Regions from separate parts of the Gossypium hirsutum genome. Here region 2 is linked to region 1. Evidence: chromatin contacts called from public Hi-C data. All regions are on one chromosome and are shown on one strand. The core of a region is the stretch at or near the end of the contact, and the rest is flanking DNA. Distances in the headings are between cores, read along the strand shown.

The links. Hi-C and Micro-C count contacts between places; a contact is called where the count stands out from the background.
Region 2: a Hi-C map of leaf shows a contact between it and region 1, with 1.8 times the contacts expected there. The contact joins the enhancer-like site here to the promoter of LOC107903735 in region 1. A contact is called at or near these places in 2 of 34 Hi-C or Micro-C datasets (both in leaf).

Annotation. Positions count from the first base shown.
Region 1 is chrD05:39,536,759-39,540,299 of Gossypium_hirsutum_v2.1, forward strand. It overlaps LOC107903735, which reads right to left and starts at 2,248. Exons shown (of 2, transcript XM_016829888.1): 1 at 1,827-2,248; 2 at 1-1,130. The coding sequence starts at 1,904. The coding sequence ends at 36.
Region 2 is chrD05:39,608,025-39,611,516 of Gossypium_hirsutum_v2.1, forward strand. No RefSeq gene overlaps it. Among protein-coding and RNA genes, the nearest start is that of LOC107903737, 10 kb to the left of the region's middle. Within about 2 kb of position 1,632, at least 2 of the 9 cell types and tissues checked have an H3K27ac peak or open chromatin away from gene starts, as enhancers often do. A contact at or near this core is called in leaf, where this site is marked.

The DNA of each region.
Region 1 (3,541 bases), core at 998-3,497:
TTATAAATGCAAACATCTGAAGTTTGTTAGAAGAATCACCCACTTTCTCTCAAACAATTTCCGGGTAGTAGAAATTTATATTTGTCCGCATTCTCTAAAAGATACGAAGGAAGATGAACAGCCGAGTAGGAATGCGGTATAGGTCCCATTTTACGGATTATTTCCTTGAATGTGTACTCCTCAGGAATCATGTCGAATAAATCTGCACCCTTGCAGATTACTCTCTGAACTCGTTTCGGGTTTAAATAATGAGAGAACCTCACTCGATCATTATGGCTGTAAGCTTTCATCTTAAATAGGAACTCATTGATGTGGCGGAAGCAAAAACTGCAATGCCAACCTGCATCGGCCAAAATTTCATCCGCCTGCCGATAATGCGCATACCTTGTTTTACCTGTCTGATACCTATGGATTGATGCCCTCCAACTTTTATTATCCACGAGAAACTCGAACGAGTAAAGATAATTCTTCAGCCGAAGATGAAGAACTAGAGGTATGTCATCACACCATCTCAAGAGGTTGATAGTATGTGCGCTCGGTATTTCGTCAACATCTGACATTATCAATAAGTCATCATCAGTAATTCCAGCTATTTTGAGAAGCTGGTCTAATGCTACTCGTTGCATAGCCTCCTCAATAAAAGGGTTTTCTCCTTTCTTAAACCTTCCTCCGATTGTGCCATAAGTTAACCGGGGCTCAACAAATTTGAATTGATCTCGATGGCTAGCAAAAACCATAGGCTTTGGAATTCCCGAAAATGTTGAATTAGACTCAAGAAGAACAAACTGTGTAATGTAAGGGTACAACTCTTGCCACCGTATTGTTAGCATATCCACCTCGTTGCTAAACAAAACTGCATCATAAACCCGTCTTGGAAATTCACGAATTCCCCAACCATGAAGTTTGCAGAGCTTTTCCATCGATACATTCTCATGATAATAATGTGGGATATCATGGAAAGGTTTCGGTGGCGATTCCCAGAGTGGTCGAAGGAAGTATGAAATCTTCTGTCCATGAATATATATACCAAATATGCACGTCGGAACCAGCACAAACAGCAAAATACAAGTTCTCAAATCAATGCCACGCAGTATGCAGCGGATTCTCGACATGCTCAACCGGCTCAAACCCTATAACATCGAGAAGATATGATATTACCACTAATCAAATTTATTTGAGTATAAAAAGCAAAGGGGGATACGTTTTATAATTTGATTCTCTATTATCCCGATCCCCAACATAAAATTCCTGACTTCGCCCCTGCCGATTAACATCATGATTTGTAAGGGGAAGTTCAGAAAAGCAATGGAATACATGCAACTCATATTCGAAGTGTAATGCCCAATAAGATTCTATGAAAAGTAATAGCTTTCCAGACGTTCCTCCATGATTAAAAGTTACGAACCTAGATTCTTCATCTTTTCTAAAATACTCGTATTGACATTCATGCCGAATACATATACAGATATTGACGGCACTCATCTCGAATCCGAATAAAATAGGTTAAAAGCAAACCAATATTTTTATGTAAATTAGGTTCACAAATTACTTATTCTTTAGCTTTTTAAAGACTTTTGGTTACTTAAACACAATTTCAGATCGACGATAAATCAACCATCAAACTCTCAAACCCTAAATTAAAAGGAAAGATTCAAAAAACATAATCCGAACCCCCAAAAAACGTTGAAATTAACAGCCAACAATTAGCAGCTAAATTGATTATTAATAATAATAATCTCAAACGCATCAATTTCCCTCAAATTCCTACGAAAAGATTAACAGAAACATCAAAAGGTAAAGGAAAAGAGATCAAAATATTGAAGTACCTGACCACAAACATCTCCATAGATATCATCAGATTTTTTAGGACAATGCCCTCCTCCTTCATTCATCATCCACCACATTTTTTCTAGAAATTTATAACTCCTTTTAGTAATAAAAAAAATTAAAAAAAATATGATTGTAATTCAGTGCTGAAGAACCCAGAAAGCTCAACTTCCAGAAAATCTCGCTCGATCTTCAGCAACCTTGTTCCACTTACAACGGTTACCTATTAACTATAATATCCCTTTTCACAAGGAAAAAAAACACAAAAAGCCCCGAAATTTAGACAGTGAGAGACTCCTCTTATCAACTAATGAAAATCGATTAATGCAAAACATTAAAAAGAAACTGATGGAAAAATAAGGTAGAAGGAGAAAATAAATTGAATCTTAAAAATAAAATTATAAGGAATAAAGAGCTGGTGCCTCTCTGTTAATCGGTGGCAATTTTAAATACTAAACCTAATGAATGAGCAAAAACAAATGGTTTAATTCTGCTCTAAGTCCCTGTACTCTACGCATGTGTGAACTTTTTAGCCTTTATAGTTTTAATTTAAAAATTTTAGCCTCTTTATTTTATTTTTTTATTTGATAATTTTACTCCAATTGATAACACCATCAAAACACTTTCATTAGGCTTAGCTTAATATTGCTTCTCAAAAGTAGCTTTAGTTCAAAAAATATTTTTGAATAAAAATTAAAATTTTTTGCTTCTAGTTTTAGGCGAAAAATCACTTTCGCAAAGTTTTTTTTTTGTCTTAAGAGCACTTTTAAAAAGCTCAAAAAGTAACTTATTTAGTAATTTTTTTATCTCAAAAATATTTTTTGTCCCAAAAGTGCTTATTAGGAACAATGCTAACTGACCTTAAATTAGTGTTAGTTTAGCATTGCTTCTAAGAAACACTTTTGAGATAAAAATATTGTTAAACAATATACTTTTGAGCTTTTCAAATGTGTTTTTCAAACAAAAATTCTTTACAAAAGTATTTTTTTAGTCAAAAGTAGAAGCAGATAATTTTAATTTTTGCTCAAAATTACTTTTTGGCCCAAAAGCACTTTTAAAAAGTAATTCTAAACGGCTAGTTTAATATTGCTGTTGAGAAGTGTTTTTAAAGAGTGTTTTGGAAAAGTGATTTTGAGAAGTATTTTTGAAAAGTTTGGTTTAAGATTTAAGTGTTTAGTATTACTTTCAAAAATTACTTTTGAGAAATAAAATGTCCATTTAAGACATGGTGTTAAAAAAATAAAAAAATAAGCATTTAAATAATATTTAAATTAATTAATATCATGATATTTTAATAAGAATATAAAAAATAATTTATTATAATTTTTTGTTAATATTTTAATATATGAAAAATAAATTTTAATTATTTTTTAAGCAATTAGTTAGAGAAGAGAAAGTATCATGTGTTGGACGGATGAAAACGTAACTAAGCTGCCAAAAATATTTTGGAGAGAGAAAAAGCTAAAAATTTAAACTTCTTCATTTGGAAAAATGCTTTTGAAAAACTAAAAATTTCCATCAAAATTTACTTATTTAGCATTCTTTTGCTTCAAAAATGTTTTCCATGTCAAAATTACTTCTAAAAAACACTAAGGCATATAACAATTTTAAAATAAAAAATTGCTCACATAATCAATTTAAAATTACATAAAATTCATATGAGAAAAAAAATTATGGAGTTTTATTTTACTTTTATAAAACATTATATAAAAAC
Region 2 (3,492 bases), core at 382-2,881, 71 kb after region 1:
AAAAAAGCCATAATTAATTGTTGATCCTAATAATTTTCATCAGATTTGAAAAAAACACTTGTTATGTGAGAATTTTTTATATATATTTTTAAAGGCAAATTTATTAATTCATTCAATGAATGTAACCATACAATTAATGAATGAAACCATCAACACAACAAAAACTTTAGCCTCAACATCAATAAAACATTATGACATGTTGACAATTGGCTTTGTCACAACAAATTTTTTTATATTTTTAAAAATGTATTATAGATGACAATAATAACAGAAAATGATACATTTTGATAACAAAATTAAAATATGTATTCTAAAAGTTTGAATTTTTTAAGACAATATAATTTTATGTCCACTAATAAACTATTTTTGTTTTAAATAATTCAATAAAATTCATTTATACATAATTTTTTTTACTTTTATCAAACATACTTTTACAAATTATGTACATGTGAATAATGGTGAGAATCAAAGGAAAATTCTTCTCGGGGTTTTTCATGGTACTGTTTTCTTTTTATCCATCTTTTGATTAAAGTTTAAAATTAACATATTATTACTTAAAATGAAAACAAAAAGAAAGAAATTTCATTCACTACTATAATTACTCACCTTCAATTTAGTAAATATGGGCTATCAAGCTTTTCCATGAATTCTATTACACCGCCTTTTCTTTTTTTTTTTTATTTGAGCTTATTATACCTCCTTTTCAAGCTTATAATTATGGGGGCATTTTTTTTATTTTGGCTTTAAGTTGCGGTTGGTGATGCTCTTTTCCGTGTTTCAACAAAGGAATATTAATTTCCGGTTACTCAATGTGAGGTGGTGGTTGGTGATGCTATGTGTTTAGTTTCTTTAATTGAAGTGTTATGTGATTGAGAGAGTATGCCACACGTAAGTAGCATCAGAAACACCTTTCTTAGCCCCAAATCACCCTAAATTTTACCACATCCTTTTGGGTATAAAATATTTTAATAGAATAATTATTTATTTAATTTTTAAAATTATAATAATATTTATACCGATATAATTAGTGCAAGTTTTAAATTATTATAAACTATTTTAAATATTGCTGAGTAATATTGGGGTATTTATATATGTGGTTCCAGATACTATTATAACTCATAATAGGGCCCCACTACTTTATCTTGATTCTATTGCCTCCTGTACTGACATTTTCTGCGAACTCCAAGCCTACTAGACACGTGTCTACGGACCATGCGGTCTTTTCTGTTCCTCAGACTGATATCCTGAGCGGGCTCCATATCTGTTGGACACATGTCTGAGTGCTTGTGGGGTATGCGGTCCTTTCTGCGCACTACTTGGGTGCGTGCGAAATGAGACCGCGGCCTTCCCTGGATTCCTGTGAGCTCAATTCGCAACCAGTGCTCACGGACCCCTTTTTGTGAGCCGAGTCTGCAAGCTCTCCTTATGAGCTATATTTGCGAATCCACCTCGTTGTCCTCTCGTGATTCGCCTTACACTTAGTTTTCGAGTGTGATCTATTCGGGTCGTGGGTTGAAAACCCGGATCCTTTCTAGGGCTCAGGTCGGTGGCTACTAATGTACAACAATCTAGTCCCCTAGTGGGCCTAAGGGGTGTTATAAAGTGGTGCTCCTTAGGTTCATAGTGTTCAACTTAAATATAGCCCTTTGGGCACACTGCGAACTCTGATACACAATGGTTGTTTTGCCACGTGCACATGTAGGTATCGAGTGTGCGTATTTGACTGTTAAGAGTTGACGCATTTCTATTTGTTTGCCTCTGGGTCGTCGATCTTCCTTGGTCATGTGAACCATCAAGAAGCGGGAAAGGAAATCCTTTTTTAAAAGGACTTTCAGTGCCCTAAATTTTCACACTTAGCATTTTCAAGAATATGAGAAAAAGGTAATTCCCAAAAACACTTGCTTTCTGGTTTCTGTTTTTGTTTTCTTTTATCGATAGTATGGTGAGATGAGAGAAACTGATAATCACATCATCCTAGTTCGTCCGCCGTGGGAATGACCATCTCTGATCCTAGTCACGAAGAAATCCTATGTTTGCACCACTAAACGGGAGGAGTAGGAACGAGTCCTAGCGGTGTGGGGAATAAAACTCCCTCACTTTGTGTATGAGTTCTCCCTTCCAGAGGGGTCACATCGGCTGTGTGAGACCACCAAAGATACCTTCCTGCTTTCAATGCATGTGCTTGAGGTTGGTTTCATTTACCACTGCACCCTTTTTTCTGCAGCCTTTTAGATGGCTACAACATTGCTTCTAGCCAACTCTCGAGATTTTTCTAGTGGCTCACTATTGCGTACTTTCTTGACTACAGTCAATACGGCGAGGTAACTATATTCGCTATTTTCTAGCATTTTTACCAGTTGAAGGGCCCTAATTTGGAGAATTCTTCGAGGTTCTACTATTTCTCCCTTCGCAAGAAGGTTCAAACAATCATTATAAACCATTATTCCAACCTTTGCCTGATTGAGAGAAAGTACGTCTGAGTTCGCAATTTACTTGGCGAAGACTTCAAGTTCCCTATAAAATAGTCATCGCCTAGTAAGGACATGTGTGCGTTTCAATGAAGCCTTACTACAGATGAAGTTGTTGCCCAGTTTTGAAGGCTTCACGTTGGTCGTCTGCTGATTCTGGAGACTCTCATCACAATGATGAATGTCTGTAAAAATTGTTTGGAGGGTTTTAGCCCTAATGGATGGAGGCCTGGTGACAACCAAGAGGTCGCTCAGCCAGTCGATGCATTGCCTGAGGGTGCTACTTGGCCTCATGACTCCTTCAATCAGTTGGGTCAGATATTGTTGGGTTATATGGTAAATCCCTTTAAATTCTTCCATCACTTTTTCTGGATGAAGCTTTTTTCATTTGCTATTGTTGATTTTGCACAATGGGGGTTGTTGAGTCAGATATTAATTTGTTAACTGCCCTCACTGATCACACGATTATTACTGGTGCAGGAATCGATAAGACTGGTGCAGGAATCGATAAGGGCTTCAAGGACACTTCAAGTGGGATTGATAGCATATCTCACAAGCTCATCAAGGTTATAGATATTGATTTATTGGTCAATAGGGCACGTAAGAAGTCCAAGACCGCCACGAGAGCTATGCGTATTGGTTTTGCAAGTGAGGAGAAAGGCAATGGCGTAGAGTTGGAGCATCGTAGTAAAAGGAGAGCAAATCCTATTGGGGTTGTTGCTACTATTACTGGAGTTTCAAGTCCTTCCATTTTTATACTGGCTAGCTTACCATTTGCTTCCCCTTCTAGTTTTGCTTATCAGCATTGATGAGGATACCCCTTCACTTATTGCTCGTGTTTCTTCTTCCATGCCCATTGTTAGAGAAATGTCGATCAAGGGTAATAGAGGTTCATTTCCTTGGCGTGGGGACTCGAGCGTATAGGGGTACCCTTAAAACCCTGATGTCGCGGCCCTTAAATAACATGCTTCAGTTCTAGAGGCTACTAGACCAATCAATACACAACTGCCCCTAGCATCAAGCT